Linked DNA regions of Sus scrofa: all the other regions are linked to region 1. The links are chromatin contacts, called in public HiChIP or PLAC-seq maps. All regions are on one chromosome and are shown on one strand. Each heading gives the region's core, a stretch centred on a gene start, on an enhancer-like site or on the middle of the called end of the contact. The rest is flanking DNA. Distances are from core to core; before and after follow the strand shown.

Region 1 (5,830 bases), core at 1,314-3,813:
TGATAACCACTATGCAGTAACTTCTGGTATACTTCATCTTATTTTTGTCATCTTGGGCAATATACACTTTTAAATGGTACTTTCTAAACTGCTGAATAAGTAAGATTTATGATTGTGTTTTCATCAAATTATAGTTAAATAAGTTTTCTCTGTTAAAGAAAAAATATTTATTTTTTTATAATATACCAAAAGAAATGCCATACAGAGTAAAACAATGATCAATTGTGACACGCAGGCTAAACTGTGAGGTTTCAAATCTTTAAAGTGATCCTCATCATTATTTCATCAAAATTTTGGGAAATGTGTTTCTATAAACTCTTTTAAAGATTATTTTAAGGAATTTCTGATTGAAAAGATGAAAAAGTCCTGGAGATGGATAGTGGTGATAGTTGCACAATAATGTAAATGCAACCAATACCACTGAATTATACACTTGAAAATGGTTAAAATGGTAAATTTTATGTTATGTATGTTACCACAATTCAAAAAATTAATTCACTTTACTTCATACAGTGAAATACACATGACTTAAAGCTAACTTACTACACCGTGGTTTTTAAAAAATCTTCACCTCCTCATCTTGCAACAGAAGAACCAGCAACCTCAAAACCTCTAGGAGTAAAGGACAATTTTTGGCCTGATAAGATTTACTACAACTCAGCATCATAATAGTTAATCAGGTAAAAACAAAATCTGCCCAGTTAGCAAGCAGCATGTGATGTCATACCAGTAATATGTTACCTTAATAAAGGTGCAAAGTGCCTTGGCTGTATTAGGCACTCAATAAATGAATGGACCAGACTGCTGCTGAGCATGTGTAATACTTCATTTTTAAAAACAGCCTTCATCTTAATAACTTAGAAAATATTTCAGTAAGAAAAGAACATATGATCACTACCGTGTATAAATAAACTTAGGCACAGGCTCACAATAACTATGATTAACATTAATAAAGACTCAATAAATGAAAGTGAAGTGTGAAACACTTCTGAGATTTGAGCATAAACCTGATGAATATTTAAGATTTGCTGTACTATTTTTAACTGAACTTTCTGGCCTTAGGTCAAAGTTTTGCTAGCAAAATACCAAAGCGAAAATGCTGGGAGTGAAGCCCAGAGTCTCTGCTTTGGCCTAGGAAAAGCTGTGCCCTTCATGTAACCAATCCTACCCCCAACTGCAGACTTCTAAACACTGTTCAGGGTGTCACGATCCCATAAAAACATACGAAGAACACACTACTGTGGAAATTAGTAAAAGGAAGTGTCAACCACGGCGGCGAGAACAGAATACATCCCGACACTCTGTGCACTGTACAGAAAGACACTTTAGGCAGTTCTTGCACTTTGGCCAAAGAGCACTGAGTCACTCTGCAAATGATTCCAGAAACCTCAAAGGATAACCAACGGCTTCTGAAGAAAAGTCAGTCAGTCACTGGAGGAGGAAGGAGACACAGTTTTTCTCGCCGTATAATCACTAGATTTCTCCCATCAGGGAGGAGAACCGGACCGGAGTTCAGGTGGGGGAATAGCCACAGGATCCACGGCTCACCGATCCGAACTCTGGTCGTCCGGAGTGCATCTCACACCCAGAGCATCTCCTTTGCTTTCTTCGCTTCCCCGGGGTAAAAACCCACACCCCCTTTCCCCACAAATGCATCTCCACTGCCTGCTAACCGAAGTGTGGCTGAGATACAACAGTCGATCGTAACAAACGCAAGAAATAAACACGCATTCTCCAGGGCAGGTCTGACGTGTAAATCATGTTCCTTTCCTACACAAAGCCAACTAGCCCACTTTCCGCGGCTATTAATTTGGATTTCAAAGGCCCTCTCAAGAAAGAGGTACCATGAAAAGGACCGACGGATTCCACCCTACAATTCAATTCTTCAGCTCGGGCGCAATAATCTCGGAAATTAAATTTACCGAAACGAAATTAGAATGCACTAATTTGCAACTGTTAATATTCACACGCAAGTGAAAACAGAAGAACCTCAGCTGTGGGTTTCAGACTCCCCTCTTTGTCGCGTACCCCTGGTGGGTACTCCCCCACAGCGACAGCACCGGGTTTCTCCCCTGCGCGTCCCTCTTTCGAACCGCCCAGTCCGCTGTCGGGGGCAGCGCTCTGCCACCCACCTCCCCAGACCCAGAGGGCAGGCGGGAAGGAGAAGAGGGTGCTTCCTCCCAGCGCTCCGAGAAAGGCACAGCCTGGGATGACACCGGCTCCAGGAGCTAAAGGGGCAGGATCAAAGGTGGGTCTCTCCTCCCGGAACTTGGTCGCAGCAGTGTTCGCTCTCCGACCCGGGCCCCGGCCGCCGGAAGCTGGGCGGGGTGGGGCGAGACCTCCCCCACGGACCGACGGGCACACGGGGGAGTCCGCGGGGAGAGCGGTCAGCAGGGAGGGCTCCCGGGCGCCGGCCACCTACCAGCAAGCTCTCCACGTTGATGGGCGAGCGAGGGTCTCGGATCAGCGCCTCCAGTTTCCTCTGGCGACTCGCGCCCGCGCCGTCCCCCGACACGGCCTCGGGGGCGCCGGGCATTTTCCCCGTCGGCGGGGGCCGGCTCATGCCGCCGCCACCGCCGGGCCCGCACTCCCGTTCCCCGCGCTCCGGCCCGGCCGCCTCGGGGCCTAGCGCCGCCCCCGACCCGCCGGCTCCGGCCGGGGCTCCGCCCGGGCCCACCGCCCGCCTCGAGCTCCGGCCGCGGGTCTCAGCCCCCGGGGCCTGGGGCTGTCCGAGAGGCCGGCCCGGGAGCGGCGAGGAGCAGACGGCGTCCCCGCCCCTCAGTCAGATTCGCGCCGCCCGGTCCGCTCGTCCGCCGCGAGCTCCCTCAGGATCCGAGGGCGGGAGCGGGGAAGTGGCGCCGCCACCGCCGGGCCCGGACTGCCCCGCCCTCTGGGGCTCCGGGAAGCTGAACCCCAGGCTCCGACAACTACGGCCGCCGCCAACCCGCTCCCATGACCGCCGTCGGCTGCCTGGGTCCCGCAAGCCCGCGCCCCTCACACACTCCCGCGCGGCGCCCGTCTCCGGCCGCGCGCAGCCGCTACCCACAAGCCCCTCGGCCCGCGGCCGCCGGCGCGCCCCCGCTCGCCCCGCCCCGCGCGCGCCCCGCCCCGCCCCCCGCGCGCGGCCGCCCCCGCCCCCGCCCGCCGGCCTCCGCCTCCTCTCGCCCCTCTCCGTTTTTTTTTTTTTTTTTTTTTTTGGTTTCCTCCAGGCCGCTCGCCCCGCATTTCTCCTTTTTGAGCCTCCTTCCTTCCCCGCTTCCTCCTCCCCCGCTTTGAGTTCTTAGAGGGTAAATGGCCGGGCGCGCGGTCACCGCCTCACTTGACCCACGAGCTCCAGTTGGGGGAGGGGAGGGCGCGCCCGGGGCTCGGGTCACCCCCGAGGGTCACCCCCGCCTGACCCTGCCCGGGCTGACGACCCCTCTGGACACGGGGGCCCACCCCGACCGCCGGGTCCCGACCTGGCGGCACCCGGCGCGGGGGGGCGGGGGAGGGAGGGTTGCAGTAGGGGGATGGGCCGGCCCGCGCCCCCCGCCCCCGCCCGGCTCCGGCTGACTCAGCGCGCAGCTATGCGGCCCTTGCATCACCCGCGCCAAAATAATAGCGACCGCCAGTCGCTGCCCTCGCCTGCAGAGCTCTGCGTTTGCAAGGGGCCTGCCTGGGCCACGAAGATTTTAGTGGAAAGGCTGGAAGGGTGTGCAGTGCGAGTCGGAAACCCCGGAATAGGGCGGACGTTTGGAATTGCAGTCCTGGGGCGAGAGAGCCGGGACGAGCTGCTTCTGCCCCCAGGGCAGAAATCTTCGACTCCAGCAGGAAAGCTTTCTGCGCGTCCGTAACAGTCGTCTCCGAGCTGGGCTGAAACACCAGCTACGGAAGAGAACAAGAGGGCGATAGAAAAATGCTTTCCCTCTGCAGACCTTCTCGAGGTCTTTGCCTTTTGGGGGGGCGGTCATGGGGGCCGCTCGTCCACATTCCTGCCTCTCGCGGCCCTTGCCATTGGTCAAATCCACCCAGGCGCAATCTGAAAAATATGTGCCAAGAGCTATAAAACTGTTCATTGAGCCCCTTTGACCCAGTAAACCCATTTAAGGAAGTACATTTCTAAGGAAATGATCCAAAGGGGGGGAGGGGGGATGGAGGGGGAGAACTTGCATAAAGATGTTTATAGCAGGGCTATTCACTATGTTCATAAAGACCAAAACCTGGGAATGGGCCCAATTGTCCAACAATCGGGGAATAATCCAAACAAGCTCTGTCACATTAACAGAAGGAATCCTGGCAGGTATGCAGGGTTCCAGTTAAGCACGTCAAATTCTGGCAAGCACATGAAAAGGACACGTATTGGAAAGAAGATTAAATAAAAATAAAATGATGACTACAAAAAGCGGTTTGTACCTGCTATTTAAAATGATGTGAAACGAGCAGCTGTAAGAACACGAGGAGAACACAGTTGTTTCTCAGTGAATGGGATTTTTTTTTCCCTTAAAGATGCTCAAGGGAACATTTTGAATTTCAAAAATTGAATAACTGTGCTAAGACAGATGAGCCACTGCAAAAAGCTACAATCCGATATCCAGTGCATAGAAAAAGCTTAAGAACCTTTCTCCCTGGCATGTCAGAGAGAAGCCCACAGAAGGGCAACCTCTTCTAAGGGCCGATTCTTGTAAAAGCAGCATTGTAATGTAGTGTTCCGGGAGCCTCATCTTTCGTTTTGTGTTAAAGTTACCCTCTCTTGGATGAGGCAGGAAGAGGTCCCCGGTGGAGCCAATACAGCTTTTTCCTCTGAGATAACAACACGGACTTCTGGTCAAAAGGCAGTCCTTTAAAAGTGTATGTTGAGTGACTCATTCATACCTCTGCAGACCACACCAAGAGGACAGCGTGAGCTAGGCATGCCACCTGCCTCTGCACTGGAGCAAAATAACAAGATAATCCATGATTACAGATCTTTTTTCCCGATGGCCATATAGCAGGCAAAGCACACCATGCAGTTCTGTTTCCAAATTAGGTTTTCAATGACTGGCTGTATATTTGTATGGAGCTTGGTGGACGAACAGAAAGCTACCGTCCCAAATACTGGAAATTACTTCAAAAGAAAAAAGTAATCATCAGCCAGATAACAAGATACAGATAATGGGCACCTTTTTTTCCCCCCTTGGCCTCGCCTGTGGCATGAGGGAGTTCTGGGGCCAGAGTTACAGTAGTGACAGCACTGGATCTGTAACCACCAGGCCACCAGGGAACTCCTGGGCACCTCCTACATATGGTCATTTACATGGCTAGAAAAAGCTGTGGTATAGAAGTTTTTTGGGTTTTGTTTTGTCTTTCTGCCTTTTCTGGGGCCGCTCCCGCGGCATATGGAGGTTTCCAGACTAGGTGTCTAATTGGAACTGTAGCCGCCGGCCTACACCACAGCCACAGCAACTCGGGATCCAAGCTGTGTCTGTGACCTACACCACAGCTCACGACAACACCGGATCCTTAACCCACTGAGCATGGCCAGGGATCGAACCTGCAACCTCGTGGTTCCTAGTCCGATTCATTAACCACAGCGCCACGACAGGAACCCCTAGAAGATTTTTATTCAAGACCTACATCATTGTCTGCACGGAAGAAAAAGAGACTAATCTCTTGATATGAATTAGGCCTTTTTTATTTCTTGTGGTCAGTACGACAGTTCTTGTTTTACCAAAGGAGAGCACAAATGCATTCTTGTCAGGGTTCAGAAAAACGAGAAATACAGAGGACGTACCTTGAAAAATTATTTTCCCCAGGAATTCCCATTGTGGCGCAGTGGAAATGAATAGTATCCATGACTAGTATCCATGAGGAT
Region 2 (5,931 bases), core at 2,720-5,219, 84 kb before region 1:
ACAATATATGGGAGTTCCTGGGCCAGGGGTTGAATCCATACCACTGCTGTCCTTCGCTACAGCTGTGGCAATGCTGGATCCTTTAACCCACCGCACCAAGCCTGGGATCAAACCCACACCTCTGCAGTGACCTGAGCCAATGCAACAGGAGGCTTAACCCCTTCGCCACCGCACAAACTCCCAATACCAAATAATTTTAATAGCAGTACTTCTTGGCTGTCACTGAGATAATCTAGATGTAAAAGTATTATACTAACTGTGACGTTTACTCGCACCCAGATATTTTTTTCAGGGAGAAAAAGATTTACAGCATTCAGAAAATTGTGTGATCTATAATCTATCAATGACAATTTAATGAAACATGATTACTCTTATTTGTGATAGTGACAATTTTAGATTTAGGGGTTATAATTTTATAGCTGTATTTTATTTTTGCCTTTATCTATGGTACAATGTTTTATATTACACTAGTAGAGCTAAAAAATAATTCGAGCATCTCTGCCTTTATTATAGATTATGAGTTAGCAAAGATTTTCTGTAAAGAGCCAGAAAGTAAATATTTTAGGCTTTGTGGGCCACACAGGACCTCCACTGCACATCCTCTTTTTTTTTGTCTGTCTTTTTAGGGCCACACCCACAGCATATGGAGGTTCCCAGGCTAGGGGTCTTATCGGAGCTGTTGCCGCCAGCCTACGCCAGAGCCACAGCAATGCCAGATTGAAGCCGTGTCTGTGACCTACACCACAGTTTGCGGCAACGCCGGACCCTTAACCCATTGAGCGAGGCCAGGGATCAAACCCACAACCTCAGGGTTCCTAGTCGGATTCGTTTCTGCTGCGCCACGATGGGAACTCCCATATCCTCTCTCTTAAAACAATCTTTTAAAAATGGAAAAAACATTTTTAGCACAGGAATTACAGATTTGGCCCTGTGCTCTAATTTGCCAATCCTTTCTACAGATAGATAGGCAGGTAAGAAAGATTGAAACTATGAACTTTTCTAATGGCTCTAAGACCATAATAATTATCAGAGACAAAGGCAAACAAAGCGATGCACCTGAAACTTGCAACAACACTATTCGCATTAACAACATAAAATTATAAATTCTACATACTATAGTTTAATAAAAAATTCCTTTATTTTCAACATTATATAATTACTTTCATTATTAATATTACTTAAGGAACGGAGGTTTGGGGTAAAGCAACATTTTTAAAGGTTCAATATTAAAAAATATATATATTTGACTACACAAAAATTAAGGATTTCTATTCAAACAAAGACACAGTTGGGTAGCACACTGAAAGATGATTATCAGTGAGATCTGTGGAATCACTATCTGGATTAAATAAGCAGCTGGAGTTCCCGTCGTGGTGCAGCAGAAAAGAATCCGACTGGGAACCATGAGGTTGCGGATTTGATCCCTGGCCTCGCTCAGTGGGTTAAGGATCTGGTGTTGCCGTGAGCTCTGGTGTAGGTCGAAGACGCAGCTCAGATCTCACGTTGCTGTGGCTCTGGCAGAGGCTTGGCAGTTACACCTCTGATTAGACCCCCTAGCCTGGGAATCTCCATATGCCGCAGGTGTGGCCCTAGAAAAAGATTAAAAAAATAAATAAATAAAAAATAAAAAAATAAGATATTTAAATAGCTGAATTTAATATTCACTTATATGCTTGTAAAATTATTTTTATAAACACCATATTCCGTCCTGTTCCTCTACTCTCACACTCTATCCATCCTAAAAACATGTGTGATTTCTCTGCACCCTCTCAAAGGTTTTTGGTTTAACGAAAATCAGAATACACTCACGGAAGTGCAGCACATAAACATCAGTCATTATATTTAACAGACATAAAAAAAGTTTAGCATTTTATTAGAAAATTATTTCAAACTTTATTTTTATTAAAGATAATTTTCACTGTCAACCACTTCATACTATATTATGATAAACACCACAAGAGGGAGCTTTGAGTACAATCAAATACTGCTCATCTACTAAACAATGATTACTGTGCGCAGAATAAAGCACAGCAATACTCTGTGAGGAAGACCAAAGGGATATTAAGTTCAGGTGGGGAGACAGGCCCTACAAACCTACACAGATGGACGTCGCCTGTCAAGTGCGGCACAAATTCTAAGTAACATTATGGATGTTATGACAGGAGAGCGAGCGATCAGTCAGGTTGGGTTTATCAGGGAAAACGTTCTACATGAAGTAAAAATCTGAGCCGAGTTTGGAAGAATATGGATCACTGATGGTGGTAGGACCAGCAATGAAAGTGAAAATCACACAGGTGGCATAAATAACTTAAGAAGAAAAGAGAAAAAGAAATCAGCTTAATCAAAAATAGAACCTTGACAACGTAATTAACAAAAATACATAGGAAATAAAACATGATCTCTCCCTAACAGGAATTACTGCCAGGAATCATTGCACACTTACAGAGAAAAAGATAAGAGATATAAATTTTGCAACAAAAATCAACATCAGAGTTAGCTACGAGGTTTATGTTACTGAATCTATTAATCATAATATGAATTTCTCAATAGGTAAAGCATAGCAACAGATGATGCCTCCAAATGTATTCTATGTGGGTGAATAAACAGATGGGGTTGGTAGGAGTTGGTAAATTTCTACCTTACCTCTTTTTTTACAGGAAAAATACAGAAACAATAATGGTGATAGAAATGTCCATGTACCTTCATTTACATGCTATGTCCTACTTCTCCACCTCGACCACTATAAACATGAATCAGTTTTGACTGGCAGCAAAGGTCTGTCGGGATTCTATGAGAACAATAAGTATCTGATAACCAGTTATCTGATTTCTAATTTCTCTTGATTGACCACGTCTACAAATAAAGAATTCTATAGCTAGATGAATGATGAGTAAAGGACATGTTCTGATTTGACTATCCTGTGTGAGTCATCACACAGTTAGCAAAACTAAATTTATCTTTGTTTGAAACTGTAAGTTCAGATTTGAAGTGTTCTTTTATTTTTATCTCTCCAAAAACTAGCACTTTTTTTAACTTGCTTGTTACTTACTTCATCCATCTTCATACATGTGCCAAAATCTGCTAATTTTAGATGTCCATGTTTATCCAAAAGCATGTTGTCAGGCTTCACATCTCTGTGAATTAAACCCATGGAGTGTATGGCATCCAAAGCAAGAACAACTTCGGCAGTATAAAACTTGGCCCATTTTTCAGGTACATCGTAGTTACTCATGAGGTTCACAAGGTCTCCACCAGGCATGTACTCCATTACCATGTATAGATACTTATCATCTTGAAAGGCACAAAAAAGCTGGAAAACAAAACAAGGGAAAAAAGTTTTTTGGAAGGAGGGAAGACAGGAGGAAGGGAGGGAGGAAGAGGGGAGGGAGGATAGTTAAAACCATTAACAGAACAAAACCCCAAAACTATTATTATCACTGCAAAAGACAAATTATTGTACAATCAAAACAAAGTCGAATGTCACGAAATTTTTGATTTTTAGATTTGGACATCTTTTACGGAAAAACAGTTGTCTGATAAAACTCTTGTATGGGTAGTTTCTTCATGTTTACTATCAAAATATGCATAAATGATCATTTTCCCTCTTGGAGAATACAGGAATCTAAATAGAGATATTTTAAAAAGAGAACCAGAATACAAATGAGGAACATAAAAGGTGAAAGAATGACAAAAGAATCCATAATAAGAAAAGTCCAACTTTCTGAAAACAAATTACTGGACATAACTCATGAAGAGCGCTGAGGAGGTAGGAGCACAGAGGAGAAAGCTGAGGAGGTTAAGGGTTAAGATGCCAGATCTGAGAGACCCCAGAAGAGGGAGTAAGACCCACTCCAGCGGGAAGAGTAACTTTCAGCCACATTCGGAACAGGCCCTCTCCTCTCTTCCCTTCCCCATCACCTTGTTCATAACAAACAGCAAGTGGTAGTGTTACCTGTACTCAGACTAAAGCCGTGGCATTGGGGCCAGAGAAATAGGATACCAAGCTAGGCTGCTACTAACCCCCTGGAGAGATGACAGAAACCACAAATTCAGAAGGAAAGATAACTCTACCTCCCACCCAACAACATGTCCCACCCCTCCTAAAAGCAAACAATGCAAATAGAAAATATTTCCACAAATGAATAGGAAAAAGAACAAAACCAGGAATCAACATTTAAGAAAAATCAGTATCATGAAACAGAGGCAAAACTTAAGTAGGACAAACTAAGAACAGCTTACAAATATAAAAATTAAAATTCCCATAAAGTCATAAAAAAGTCACAAGTCATATCAATTAAACAACAGGCTGATACGGAAAAATCTAGAGCTTTGGAATTCAATATACAACTGATGATAAGAGAAAAACAAATTATACAGTTGGAAAATTGAGCAAAATTTAACTTTCTCTGACACACTGAAGGATTCAGAGGTGAAAAAGAGCAAAGTTAGCAAAGCTCCAAATCTATCTAAAAGCATTCTGGGAGAGAAAACACAGACCAGAAGAAAACGAAAGTAAGAAACAGCAAACAAAAAATTTCTAGAAATGAATAAAGTAAAAAAATCTAAGACTGAAAGGACCTCAAATGAAACATAGGGAAACTAAGACAGCCAATGCTTAACTCTCAGAAATCTGGCAGAAAAATCCTAAGTTGCCAAAGACAATAGGTACCCTACGTACAAAAACACATATCATGTAGTCAACAAACATCTCAGCTAACACAGAATACAAAAAAAAAAAAAAAAAAAAAAACCAGAGCTGTATCTTCAAAATTATGAGAGAAATGATTTTGATCCTAGAATATGGCAGTTTTAAAAAACCAATGAGACGGCAAAATAATTATGTATTACATCATGCATATTCTTAGAAATCTGATAACAAACCACTTCTGAAAGAACTGTTTAAGAACACAGTTTGACAGAATGAGTAAGTCCAAATAAGAGGATCATGTGAGACACAGAAAAAGGGGCAAATAAAGACTCTAGAAAAACTTATTAAGTATGATTACTGATACAAAAATTGAGAGACACAAGCCAAAATCAGAATAATTTTAAAATGCAAGGTGATGAGAGGTAGGGCAGGAAGGGATACCTAAAAAGGTATTAAGAGGCTGGTTACCAAATTGAGAAAGTGTGTGTGTTCGTGAGAGAGAGAGACGCTATTACTATAAAGACGGCAATTCTCTCCAAACTGATCAACAGGATCAATGCAAACTCTAAATTCTAGCAAGTATTTTCCAGAAATCAAAAAACTGATAATAAAATGTATATGGAAATAAAATTAACCTAGAAGACCCAAAACTATCTTGAAATACAACAAAGCAGAAGGACTTCTATTTCCCAATTTCGAAACTCAATACAAAACTGTCACCCGCACAGTACTGGTACAGTACAAGAACAGACATACAGAGCAATGGAACAGAACTGACAGCCTGTAATTAACCCTTATATTTATATGTCAATAGATTTTTTTTTTCTTTTACGAAGGTGCCAGAGCAATTTAGTGGGGAAAGAAATCTTTTCAACAAATGGTGTTTGAACAATTAGATATTCACAGAGAAAAAAAACATTTTTAGACGCTTACTTCACATCATACTCAAAACTTAAAATAGATCACAGAACTAAATTTATGAGTCAAAACTATTAAAATATTATGAAAAAACAAAGAAGAAAAATCTTTACGATCTTGGATTAGGCAAAGATTTATAATATCAAAAATACAACGGAAGTTCCCATTGCGACTCAGAGGGTTATTACGATCCCAACTAGTATCCATGAGGATACAGGTTCAACCGCTGATCTCACTCAGTGAGTTAAGGATCCAGCATTGCTGTGAGCTGTGGTGCGAGTCACAGAGGAGGTTCGGTTCCCCTGTTGCTGGGGCTGGGGCTGGGGCTGGGGCTGGGGCTGGCAGCTGCAGCTCCAATTTGACCC
Region 3 (6,080 bases), core at 2,116-4,615, 67 kb after region 1:
TTTCAGTGCATAGGAGTTGTAGCACGAGGTGGTCAGGTGATTCTAATCCAGAAAAGCTTTATTCATTTAAAAAAAATGTTTGTGGCCTTGCCCGCAGCATGCGGAAGTTCCAGGGCCAGGGATCGAACCCGCACCACAGCATCGACAATGCCAGATCCTTAATCTGCGGAGCCACCAGGGAGCTCCCAGAAGAGCTTTACAGTGTGTGGCAGTTATGGTTGCTGTATGACAAATTACTCCTCAAATAAGATTGAAAAAGCCTTTTCCTACTCTCAGGGATTCTGTGGGCGGGTGTTTCGACAAGGCGGTGGGATGGCCCTGGAGCCTCACGATGCCGGGGGGAGGTGTAACGGCTGGAGGGGACTCAGCAATTGCAGGCAGGACGCTGACACGTCAGGTGGGTGATCTGGCTGTTGGGTGGGACCTCAGCTGGGACTGTTGACTGGAGAACCCACAGGTGGCCTTTCAGGTGGCCTGGGCTTCCTCACCACGTGGAGCCTTCTTACCTGGAGCCTCGGGTCCAGAAGCAAGTGACCTGGACAGCAAGGGAGCAGCTGCATTGCTTATTTAAATCGGCCTCAGAGGTCATGCGTCACCCCTTTTTCACATTCTATTGGTTACAAGCAAGTCACAAGCCTGCTTAGATTCAAGGGCAGGGAACACAGACCTGGCCTCTGGGTGGAGGGGTGGCAAGGTCACATTACGGGAGACCCTGTAGGGTGGAAGAATCATTGCCACCACGTTTGGAAAATGCTATCTGCCATTCTATGAGGCTATGCCACCTCTGGGTTTCACCAGAAATAGCGAAGGAACATACTTATCAACCAAATGTCATTAACACGTGGCTGGGGTGTGGCTTATGGCCAGTTACTGCTGGTAGAGTTTGAATCGATTCTCTCCACCAGCCAACCAACCAACGCAGGAACCAGCCTGTCTAAAGCAACACCTGAGAAGCAGCAGACACTGAACTAAGAGCCAAGCAAACAACAGTGAATCAAAAATATCTCCATCCTCACGGAGCTCCTGGATCTTAAACGGTAGTATACAAAGCTAGCTGGGGGAGAAGTTTCCAGTACAGATTCCAGGAGTTCCCTGGTGGCCTAGTGGTTAAGGATTTGGCATTGTCGCTGCTGTGGCTCGGGTATAATCCCTGGCTTGGGAACTTCTGCAGGTGAGGCCAAAAAAAAAAAAAAATTTTTTTTTTCCTCTCTCCTTTCCTAATTCAGTTTGTCAGTTCTGTTTGGAGCCCAGGAATCTGCATTGTAACAAGCCTCTTGGACGGTCTGTGTATAACAGAGCAGGGCACTTTGAGACTCATAGGTCTAGCAGAACAAGTAGTTTGGTTCAGAGAATGAGCCAGAAAGTCATCCTTGTTGCCTGCTCTGTGAAAACCCATCTGGGCCCTTCAAAGATTGCCAGCTGGCACAATATTAAGCTTTGTCAGTTGAGGGTGCTAGAAAGACACTTCAGGAGGGAAAAAGGTTTTGCTTTCTCAATCTGGGGTGCTTGCAGGGCAGACTCCTGCAGCACGTGCAGCTTGCCCCAAGTCGGGCTTCTCCAGGGCACAGTGGTCCTCAGTGGCCAGCTGTTTCCCCTGGCAGCCCCCTGTGGGCAGTTTTGTCACAGAGAGCCTCTAGTGAGACACCTTCTATGACGTTTTCCCCTGTAACAAAGAGAGAGGGTGATTTCTCGCAAGTTTCAGAGGGCAGATTTCCAGCAAGTCCCACGGCACCGCAGTGACTTCCGTGCTAGCCAGTGGACAGCAGTGAGCCAGCCCGTCTCCCCACTGTGGTCGGGATCTCAGCCCTGGGGGTGGGTGGGATCTGGACCTTGGTCTCCGCCTCGGAGGGTCTTAGGGGTAATGACTGCTCTTTCTCCCTGCTCTGCCTCTATTCCGTCGAGTTTTGTTCTTTTTAGCCAATCCTTTGTTATTCCAATCTCTTGTTATAGTTACTAGTTGTTCGTATTAAACTCTGCTTGTTCAAATGACTCTGTGGTTCTTCTTACAATTGTCCCAACAAATATTCACTCCCTTTCCCTCCATCCCTGTGGGAGAAATATATTTTCCTGCCCCATCAATGTTGAGCTTGGTTGGCCATGTGACCAGCTTCGGCCAATAGATTTGGGCAGAAATGACAGTGCACCAGTCCTGAGCCTAGACTTTAAGGGGCATCACATGTTTCCACCTGCACCAGGCAGCCACCACCATCCCTCCAGCCTCGTCCCTAAACGACACTGTCCAATTCACGCACCTGAGAACTTGAGGATACTTTTTTTTTGTTTTTTTTTTTTTTGCTTTTTAGGACCAAACCCAAGGCACATGGAGGTTCCCAGGCTAGGGTTGAATCAGAACTGCCAGCCTACACCACAGCCACAGCCACGCCAGATCCGAGCCTTGTCTGTGACCTACACCATCTCACGGCAACACCAGATCCTTAAGCCACTGATGGAGGCCTGCAACTTCATGGTTGCTAGTCGGATTTGTTTCTGCTGTGCCACAACGAGAACTCTGAGGATAAAGTATTAGCATTTTAAGTCACTGAGTCTGGGGGTGGGTGGGTCGGGAAATTGTCACACATCATTATGGTGGCAATGCATGACCAGTATACTGTCTCAGGAGCAGCTGCTGCTAGTATAAGATTGGACATGTGGGCGAATGCATTCATTTGTGCCCTCACAATTCTGTCTAGTGTATTTGATTATTTCTTTTCATAGATAAAATAGCACTAAGTGAAAATAAGGCGCACTTCACATTTTATCTAAAATGGTTTGCAGTTCTAGACAGAGGTGTTTACCTTTCACCTTATCCGATTCAACTCATCTCCTTAAAATACTGATGTAAAGAATGCTGTCTAGGGCGTTCCTTTCATGGCTCAGCGGATGATGAACCCGACTAGGATCCGTGAGGATGTGGGTTCGATCCCTGGCCTCGCTCAGTGGGTTAAGGATCTGGTGTTGCCGTGAGCTGGGGTGGAGCTCGCAGACATGGCTTGGATCTGGTGTTGCTGTGGCTGCAGTTCCCATTCAACCCCTGGCCTGGGAACGTCCGTCGGCCACAGGTGCAGCCGAAGAAAGCAAAAAAAAAAAAAAAAAAAAGAGGGAATGCTGTCCAGGTTTTCACATTGCAAGTAATGGTTTTACATAGGATAGATTCCATCATCTTCATGGAAAAGGGAGAGTCGGAAAAATTAAATTCCCTTGCAGATCTGTCCCCTCTGGGTACTGGGAATAGCAATTTCTAGAAGAAAGGTCTTGATACCACTGCCAAATGGTAGCTTCATAAACATATGCCAAGTGAGCTGTTTTCCATGGGGACGCCTCCTGCAGCTGGCGTCACCCTGCACAGCGAGCAGCTAAAGATACCGCGGTCTCGGCGCTGACGTCAAACGGTTATGAGAATGCCACCCAGCTGATGGCTTTGCTCTGAGTCCCAAAGTGGAAACATGAGCTTTGCCCGCATAAGAAGTTCCAACGAACTTGGCAAACGAATCCTCAAATGCTCCTCGTCATCACTTGTTGGAAAAAGCTCAAGTGATTTTTCATTGTCTCGATTTCTGTGGAAGATCGCCTACTACCCAAAAAGAAAAAAAAAAGGGACAAAAATCAAGTGGGCTATTTCCTAAGGCAGGGCAGAAAGAACAGAGCAGAAAGAAGGACAAGAAGGTCCACTGCTGAAAAAAATAAAATAGATGGAGACTCCTGATCAAGGAGACACATTTTTTAGAAAAGTGGGCTGTGCTGTTTTATTTTTAAAATGACATGCCACGAATGACACACACTGTACAGCATGCATGCTGTGTACTAACCTCTCCCCTAGTTCCAGTTTATTTTTTCTGCCCTTAGTTGCCCTTTGCCCCAATTTCCTTAACTCTAAAAAAATATCCTGTGTGGCATATTTTGATAAGATGTTGGAATGTTAATACAGTGTGAAGCATTAATAAGTAAAAGTGTCATATTTCAAAGGATTAATACCTTTTTAAATTGCCTCTGATGGATGAGTTTAGGCGAATCTGAAAAGAGCACAAATCGAGTTCCCTAATTGAATATAAAAATAAATGTCCCAGATTTCCAAAATCAAGATCTAAACAGCTACTTCAGAATACATATATTTACATGTGTGTTTTATTTGTATATATCATACATGTACACATCTGTATGTTTCATTGTACATATATATGTATATCTATTTATATGAGACCTATAGCTCAAACTTCTAATGAAAGTTCCAGGGGTTTACAGCCCAGCTAAAATAGACTTAGCCATGAATTGCAACACCCAGCTCAAAAACCGGCACTACCGCTTTCGTCAGATTTGCTTCTTTTCACTTTTCACCTGATATCCGTGCCCTGTGTCTTTGTGCCCATGTGTACCAGTCAAGGGAAGAGAGAACTGATCAGTGGTAGAAGAAATGGGACCAGGTAGTAGTATGGTTTTCACAATTTTTTTTTTTGTCTTTTTAGGGCCTCACCCATGGCATATGGAGGTTCCCAGGCTAGGGGTCGAACTGGAGCTGTAGCCACCCGCCTACACCACAGCCACAGCCACATAGGATCTGAATCCCGTCTTCCACCTACCACAGCTCACGGCAACACCAGATCCTTAACCCACTGAGCAAGGCCAGGGATCGAACCCGCATCCTTGTGGATCCTAGTCAGGTTTGTTAAGCGCAGAGCCACGAAGGGAACTCCAGTTTTCACAATTTGATACTTAATATTTCCCCAACTTCTAAAGCGTCGTCCAAACATTAAGACATTTTCCCATGGCAATAGCATAAGCGCGAAGAATTCTAGAACCTTAAAACATAGAGCCAACCAAGGGGTCACCTCTGTCTCTCTGAAGCAAATGTGGAACCGTGAATCACCCATCCTGGCTCTCAGACTTGTTAGCCGTGCAGCCCTGGGCAGGACTGTCATTTAGCCTCTCAAGACCCAGCTCTCTCATTTCTAAAAGGAGGGTCAGGATACCTATCCGACAAGGTAATATGAAGATTAAGCTATTTATATCTCTTACTCCAAAGACTGGCACGTGCTCAACAAAAGCAGTCATTGTTATGAATAGAGAATAATCACAGCGGTCATAAAATGTAAAACGATTCATAAAAACACAACAGATCTAGGGGCAGCTGAAATTGCTACAATTCACTGCCCAAACAAGACACAACGTTTACCTGCCACCCAATTGTCCTTTGGCACCAAATGAAATCCTGCACGAAGAATGATTCTTTGAGAGGGTTGTAAATATATTCTCAGAGTGAAATACGACATGAGAGCCTGTCTGCAGACAAGTGAGTCGGCTTGTGATGCGATGACATTTCTACCGAAGCTGTCATTAGAGAATCTGCAAGAATTTTGCAAAGTACTGGACACGATGTTCAGCTGCTTTGAAAGCTGATGAGCACAGAGCAAGGCATTCATTGCCTTGTTATCAAAAGCGAGTCAGTGTCACGATGTTTTCTGACTGAATAAGTTACCATATGTTAAGCGGAAACAAATGTTGAAAGGCTTGTAGCCAAGCGACACGTCAATAGTTCTGATTTTTTCCACCCTGAACACATTTTAATTCATCCTAACATGACCATCTAAATTCACCAGAGGTTCAGAACTAGCCAAATGGAAAAACAGCTCACAAAATGGGGAATCAGTTCAATCCATGGATTCCCAAACTCTGTGAATGTCAGCATGAACCCGTTTCCCAGGGCTGGTTTTTCTCCTCCCAGTAGTTTGGTAGTTCGTGCTGGACTCATCTGCCTTTATCCCCTGCTTGGGCTTGGGTACAATCCAGGTGCAAATCCTGCTATTGAGGAGAGTATTTCAGATGGTTTTTGTTTGTTTGTTTGTTTGTTTTTGGCCAAGCCCAAGGCATACGGACGTTCCCCAGGGCCAGGGATTGAACTTGCGCCACAGCAGTGACGACATGGGATCCTTAACCCGCTGAGCCGCCAGGGAATTCCAAGGAAGTACTTTTTTGTTTGTTTGTTTCTAATCTTTTTTTTTTTTTTAGGGCATATGGAAGTTCCCAGGCTAGGGGTGAATCCGAGCTGTAGCTGCTGGCCTATGTCACAGCCACAGCAACGCCAGATC
Region 4 (6,627 bases), core at 2,950-5,449, 100 kb after region 1:
AGGTCTCAAAGGAGAAAGACAAGAATAAAGGGTGAGTTTTACGGATAAAAGTCTTAAACAGCGCCTCCGAACTGGTTAAACATTCTCTACACGGATGCTTCGTTACACCGACGGCCTGTCTGGGGCGCGACAGCCCCCTCGGAGCCCTTTGGACCTGCACCTTTCCCAAGGTGACGGCACTGTGGTCACACATTTAAATTGTCCTTATTTTTCACCGTGCAGACGAAGTTCCATCTCTAATCAACACCGTGCTCTGCCTTCACGAAATCCCAGGTTTGAAACCATTGACTCGGGAACATCCACGCTCAGCTATACACCCACTACCGTTTGCACAGCATTTAATACACAGTTTCCTGAATACTCCCAGTCACCAGCCAATTAAAAAGTGCTGAGACAGCTGTCTGTTTTCCTGCCTGTAAAATGGTACAGTGATTCAAACACTCCAGCATTCAAACGTTTGCAGAGCACGTCCTTCCTTCATTCCATAATTATTTACCACGTCTTTTTATGAGAGGCACCACCTCTGCTGGGGATGCAACGAGATGGAGAGAGTCACTGCACTCGGGGACCAAAGAGGCAGATGCTGCAAAGAGGGAGCGGGAAGCCAGGGCGCTTGGGGAGCACAAAAGGAGCACCTAACTCAGTCTTAGGGGTCGGGAAGATTTCCGACCGTCACCCACAAATCAAGACCTGAAAAACCGTGGGAGGTAACAAGGAAAAGTGTGCAATATGGAGATATGGACATTTCAGCAACTACAAGCAGTTTAGGAAAAATAAATCCGGGGGTGTGATTACATTAAGAAGTTTCTCCTCTACCCTAAGAGCACTAGAGAACCTTGATACATTCTTTAAGCCAAATGACATGATCAGAAATAGGCTTTTAAAATACCACGACGGTTAGTTACTGTGCGGAAAATATCAAAAAGTCAGGGGCAAGACAAGAAGCGGGAGAAGAGGTTAAGAAGACACTGCACGAATCCAAAAGGCAGGCGATGGCTGCGATGGCAAGTGCTGGCGATTAATTTCACCGCGATTGAGAGGATGGAGGGGTCAGCTTGGAAAAGGCAAGGATGATGCCTGGGACACAGCTGGGCAACGTGGCGGGTGGGGCACCATTTACTGCGGTAGGAGCGAGGAAGCTGCCTGCTTAGGCAAGAAGATAATGAACTCAAATCTAAGTAGAGATGTCTAGTCGGCAGCAGGAAAGCTCTGAGCTGGATTTACAGATGTGGGAGTTATTATGACATGGTAACCAAAGCCATCGAATGGAGAAGAATATCTAAGACTTCAAGGAATATGAGTATCTTTGGAGAGTAAATGCAAAATTAAGCAGTTTACTCCGTAGTAAGAAGTTCAGAGCTTTTACCAAACTCTCCAAGACTAAGACCAATACAAACAGTTAATCCAAGTCACCAGAGTGGTGAATGACCCCCCCACCCACCCCCCACCCCGTGAAGAAACTGGAGAAAGTGGGAGATGCGCGAGGCCAACACAGCAGGGCTGGAAATGGAAGAGGAGTCTGCAAAGGAGAACAGGAGAGGCCAACTGATCAGACGGCGCGCAGAGATTACGTGTCCAAGGAGCCACTCGATGGCGAGAATTCCCCACAGGAGTGGCCAATCGTGTCAAAACTACAAAAGATACGGACACACACATCCACTGCAAGTGACAAGGTTGTTGGCAACCTGGGTTAGAACAGTCTCAGAGCTGTGCTGTGCGGAGGGGATAAGTCCCAGCAGCAGGTCAAGGTTAATGACAGGTGAGCCAGCAGACCCAGCAGTGTGAACAACTTTTTCAAAAAGTTTGGCTGTGCAGGGGAAGAGATGCAGTAGATGGAAGGGCACAAGGAACCAAGCGAGGGATCTTTCAAGCCAGAAATGAACTTGGCATGCGGTTTGAGGAGTGGAGAATTTACCATCCAGAGTCAGACCCTATGAGGTCAAATCCAGGTCTCCGTATTTACTGTCTAACCACAGGCAAGTCACCTAACATCTCCAAGTCTATTCGGGCAACTGTAAAACGAGAATAATCCCTGAGGACTGCTGCCTGGAATTAAATGAGATGATGCTCATGAACTATTTTTGAGCACCGAATCCTCCCCAGTCTCTGGGCAAACTGACTTGGGGAAATGCTTAGTTCCTGGTAAAAGGAAGAAATCAGCAGAGATGTTGAAGATGGGGGCGCGCGGGGGGGGGGGCAATGAAAAATGGTGGCTGCTTCAAGGGCTCTGAGAATCAAGGAGAATATATTGCATCTAGTCCGGAGCAATAGAGGAAATTGACCTTCTTCAGGGAGTTCCATGTCCCTTCCACTTCCTCTGTCAAACAGGAGGGAAAAATAACTTGCTGACTGGGGAGCCGGGCGGTGGGAAATGCAAGGTGTGGACAGTTTTAAATGGCTGCACTTAAGTAGGAGGAAGAACTGCAAGGAAGAACACAAGCGAGAGAACTTGCAGAGATCCACTGAGAGTCCGGAGGAAACCGAAAAGCATGATCATCTTAGGCGAAGTTGAGCGATTTTCTCCAACGCTGCTCTGTAGCCGACTTTGCAAAAGCCAAGGAGGCTGACAACATATCTGCCAGCAGATGCAAAGAAGGCGAGAGTTGAAGTGAGAGACCGGTCGGTTCACAAGACGTGATAGGCAGTACGCGCCAGGAGACGGAGGAGCAGCCCCGGGCCAGCCCCGGGCAGCGCACCCCCGAGACGACGGCCAGTCTGGCCTCGCCGCCGGCTTGGGGACCTCCCACCCCGCCGCTGGGACCCCCGCCTTTCCCGGGACTTACCAGCAGGCCCTCCACGTTGATGGGGTCTCGGCAGCGGCGGCGCACCGTCTCCTCCGCCGGGTCCACGAGCAGGCTGGGCAGCTTGCGCGCCGGCCGCTGCTGACTCATGCTGCCCGGCCGGCCGCCCCTCGCCCTCGCACCCTGCGAGCTCTCCCGCCTTCTCCCGCTCCACTCGGGCGCCGCCCCCAAGACGCCGGGTCCCGGGAGCCTGCACCCGCCGGGTCCCTGGCCTGCTCCGAGGCGCCGCCTGCCTAGGCCGGCCCGCGGACGGACGCGCCGCTGCCCCACGACCTCGGGACTTGGGACGCGGGCGGGAAGAGAGCAGGATGACCCGCGGGGCTCAGGACGCCCGGCCCGCCATCTTCCCGCATGCGCAGTGCGCCGCCCCCAGTGCGCATGCCCGCGGCGCCCGGCGCGCTCCCACGCGCCCCTCGGCTCCCGGAGGCCGGAGCGCGGGAAAGCCCGGAGGGCGGAGCTCCCGGAGGGGACGGCGAAGGGAGCGGACGGAAGACGTGGAGCAGGAATTCCCGGCGAAGGGGACGGGGCGAGAGAAAAGAGGCCGCCAGGTCGACGCAAGGGTCTCCTCGGAGCTCTTGGCACTACGGCCACTGGTAACTGAACGTGCTGAACGCTCAGTTTATCTTGAGCTCCCTCCGCACTTCTCAGGCACTTGCTCAGTGTTGAGGCTTCGGAAATGTTGATAACCAAACCGCCGTGGACGGACTGACTAGTATGCATCTTTCTTTCCCTTTTCTTCCCTCCTTTCACTTGAGGAATAAATGATTGGTTCCCCGTGGTGCCAGATATTGTGGTGGGCGCAGGAGAGAGTCATTGGGATCTGGCACGATTTCAGATGCCGGTGGAAAAAACAAAGAAAGGAACATTTAAAGCTGGGGCCAGAAGGTGTGCTTTCAGATCCCGGAGCCCGCTGCTTAGCGGATAAGACTAACTAAACTACCTAATCGCTGTGTGCTTCTGTTTCCTCATCTGTTCAGTGGGATTAAGGTTGTGGGGAGAATTAAGTGACTTAATGAATGCAGATTACTTAGCACCAGGAACAGCACCGTGTTTGATATAAATGCTCAAGTTCAGGGTGGAGTTCAGCAACTGAACGGTGATGGTTGGACTAGGGGCTTCTAGGCAGCCTGGGTGGGCTGGGAAGGCGTCCGGAGGAAGACGGGGTCAGAGGAATTCTTTAATCTTTGTGTCTCCAGAGTCTAGCCCAGTTCGTGGCAAACAGTAAGGGCCCGTCAAGGAATGATTTGAAGTAAAAGATAAATGAATGATTTAAAGTAAAAGATAACCTAGGGAAGCCTCTAGAAGACTGGATTTTGTGGCAGAAGGGAGAATTTCCCGGAGTGGTTAAATAACACCTTTACCAACCAGAATCCCTGGGAAGGCAAGCTTTGGAGACCAGAAGTGGATTTTTTTTTTTTTTTCCTTTTTTGCTGCCCCTTGTCATATGGGATTCCTGGGCCAGGGATCCGATCCCAGCTACAGTTGTGACCTATGCCGCAGTTACAGCAACACCAGGTCCTTAACCCATTGTGCCCGGCCAGGGATCAAACCCTTCGTCCCAGTGCTCCAGAGACATCAATGATCCTATTGTGCCGCAGTGGGAACTCCCAGAAATGGCTACTTTTAATAAGTAAGACATAGTTCAGATTTTACCATTTGAAGCAACATGGATGGACTTGGAGAGCAATTGCTAAGTGAAATAAGTCAGAGAAAGACAAGTACTTCATGGTATCACTTATATGTGGAATCTAAAAAATACAACAAAGTAGTGAATAAATCAAAAACGTAGACTCAGTATGTATAGAGAACAATCTAGTGGTTACCAGTGGCGAGAAAGATGGGGGAGGGGCAATATGGGGGAGGGGATGAAGAGGTACAAACTATTATGAATGAATAAGCCGCAAGTTCCCTTGTGGTGCAGTAGGTGAAGGATCTGGTGTTATTGCAACTGTGCTGCGGGTTGGAACTGTGGTGTGGGCTCAGTCCCTGGCCTGGGAACTTCTGGATGCTGCATGTGCAGCCAGAAACAAAAAAAATAATAAGCTACAAGGATATATTGTACTACATGAGAGAATAAAACCAATATTTTATAATAACCATAAACAGGATATAATGTTCAAAATTATAAATCACTATAGTGCACACTTGTAACATATAATATGGTTCATCAACTATACTTCAGTTTAAAAGATTACAAAGATAGGGAGTTCCCACTGTGGCTACTATCCATGAGGATACAGGTTCAATCCCTGGCTTCACTCAGTGGGTTAAGTTTCTGATGTTGCAGTGGCTGTGGTGTGGGCTGGCAGCTGCAGCTCTGATTCAATCCCTAGCCTGGGAACTTCCATATGTGAAGGGGTGGCCCTAAAAAGCAAAAAAAAAAAAAATTACAAAGATAAATAAGAGGGAGTTCCCTCATGGCTCAGTGGGTTAAGGACCCAGCATTTTCACTGCTGTGGCTCTGGTTATGGCTGTGTTGTGTCTTCAATCCCTGACCCGGGAACTTTTGCATGTCACAGGCACAGCCAAAAAAAAAAAAAAAAAAAAGGTAAATAAGACATTAATCCAGCGTTTGTTGTATGTACTTCACACATTTTCTTATGTACATTTTATATCCAAAACTGAGGTATTTTCCTGACTCATTTACAGAACAAGAAAATGAAGATTAGCAAGATTACAAAAATTACCAAAGGTCCTGGCTAGGCAGTGATGGAGGCAGGATTTGACTTACTTTATAGCTGATTTATCTGGTATGCAGATCCTTGGGAAGTTTTTTTTTTTGTTTTTTTGTTTTTTTTTTGGCTTCTTAGGGCCACCTCCACAGCACATGGAGGTTCCCAGGATAGGGGTCAAATTGGAGCTGTAGCTGCTGGCCTACACCACAGCCACAGCAACACTGGATCCTTAACCCACTGAGCAAGGCTGGGAATCGAACCTGCGTCCTCATGGATGCTAGTCAGATTCATTTCCACTGAGCCATGACGGGAACTCCTTGGGAAGATTCTTGAAGGAGTCAGAGGTGGGGTCAGATGAGTGAAGGTGGGTGGGTCGGGATAAGGGTGGCGGGCACTGCAGGCTAAAGGCAGAGTGCGAGCACAGCTGTGGAGAGTCAGGGTCATGACACAGCCCTCCCGACACAGTGCATGTGCTTTGGCTTTACCCCGAGAAAATTATTTGCACATTTTTTTGAGCCCTTGCCTGGCAGTAAAGCAGGTGCTGGGGAGAGAACTAAGTTGAAGGGGGGATCTTTTACCTTGTGCTCCAGTAGCCCCCAACATAACCAGAAGGCTTAAGTACTAAGTTAAAATGTGAATTGCAGCTCCCATTGTGGCTCAGGGGGTAAGAACCTGATATAGTGTCCATGAGGATGCAGGTTTGATCCCTGGCCTCGCTCAGTGGGTTAAGGATCCAGTGTTGCTGTGAGCTGTGGTGTAGGTCGAAGGCATGGCTCAGATCCCATATTGCTGTGGCTGTGGTATAGGCCGGCAGCTGCAGCTCTGATTCAACCCCTAGCCTGGGAACTTCCTTATGCCATAGGTGCAGCCCTAAAAAATAAATAAATAAATAAATAAATAAATATGTGTAATATGAAGCACAGAGAAGGAAGAAAAAAATATCAGGGTGGTATAAATCACAGGAGCTTTTTCACACATCTCCCGGGGATGTAGCTATTTCTAGAACATGTTAGGGATAAAGACACAGAGGCTCGGAGAGGTTAAGTGACCTGCTCAGGGCTTCATCCTCAGGCAGCTCAAACACAGGACTTCAGCTACCAAACCCTTTGCTTTGTTCACTGTGTCCTACTGTGATGCACAGTCACAGTTTC

Evidence for each region. HiChIP or PLAC-seq counts read pairs in DNA pulled down with a chosen protein or histone mark.
Region 2: a contact with region 1 is called in an H3K27ac HiChIP or PLAC-seq map of skeletal muscle. The contact joins the enhancer-like site here to the promoter of ROCK2 in region 1. A contact is called at or near these places in 18 of 47 Hi-C or Micro-C datasets (adipocytes, alveolar macrophages, brain and 11 more) and 2 of 2 datasets of contacts at active chromatin or transcription factors (alveolar macrophages and skeletal muscle).
Region 3: a contact with region 1 is called in an H3K27ac HiChIP or PLAC-seq map of skeletal muscle. The contact joins the enhancer-like site here to the promoter of ROCK2 in region 1. A contact is called at or near these places in 7 of 47 Hi-C or Micro-C datasets (embryonic fibroblasts, fetal skeletal muscle, fibroblasts and 2 more) and 2 of 2 datasets of contacts at active chromatin or transcription factors (alveolar macrophages and skeletal muscle).
Region 4: an H3K27ac HiChIP or PLAC-seq map of skeletal muscle shows a contact between it and region 1. The contact joins the promoter of E2F6 here to the promoter of ROCK2 in region 1. A contact is called at or near these places in 1 of 47 Hi-C or Micro-C datasets (heart right ventricle) and 2 of 2 datasets of contacts at active chromatin or transcription factors (alveolar macrophages and skeletal muscle).

The regions. Positions count from the first base shown.
Region 1 is chr3:125,349,852-125,355,681 of Sscrofa11.1, reverse strand. It overlaps ROCK2 (rho-associated protein kinase 2), which reads right to left and starts at 2,563. Exons shown (of 34, transcript XM_021087835.1): 1 at 2,423-2,563. The coding sequence starts at 2,563.
Region 2 is chr3:125,435,274-125,441,204 of Sscrofa11.1, reverse strand. ROCK2 (rho-associated protein kinase 2) reads right to left here. Exons shown (of 34, transcript XM_021087835.1): 5 at 3,050-3,310. Among named protein-coding and RNA genes, the nearest start is that of PQLC3, 69 kb to the left of the region's middle. Within about 2 kb of position 3,969, at least 14 of the 83 cell types and tissues checked have an H3K27ac peak or open chromatin away from gene starts, as enhancers often do. A contact at or near this core is called in omental adipose tissue, retroperitoneal adipose tissue and skeletal muscle, where this site is marked.
Region 3 is chr3:125,283,031-125,289,110 of Sscrofa11.1, reverse strand. No RefSeq gene overlaps it. Among named protein-coding and RNA genes, the nearest start is that of E2F6, 38 kb to the right of the region's middle. Within about 2 kb of position 3,365, at least 12 of the 83 cell types and tissues checked have an H3K27ac peak or open chromatin away from gene starts, as enhancers often do. A contact at or near this core is called in fetal skeletal muscle and skeletal muscle, where this site is marked.
Region 4 is chr3:125,245,804-125,252,430 of Sscrofa11.1, reverse strand. It overlaps E2F6 (transcription factor E2F6), which reads right to left and starts at 4,199. Exons shown (of 8, transcript XR_002342859.1): 1 at 2,784-4,199.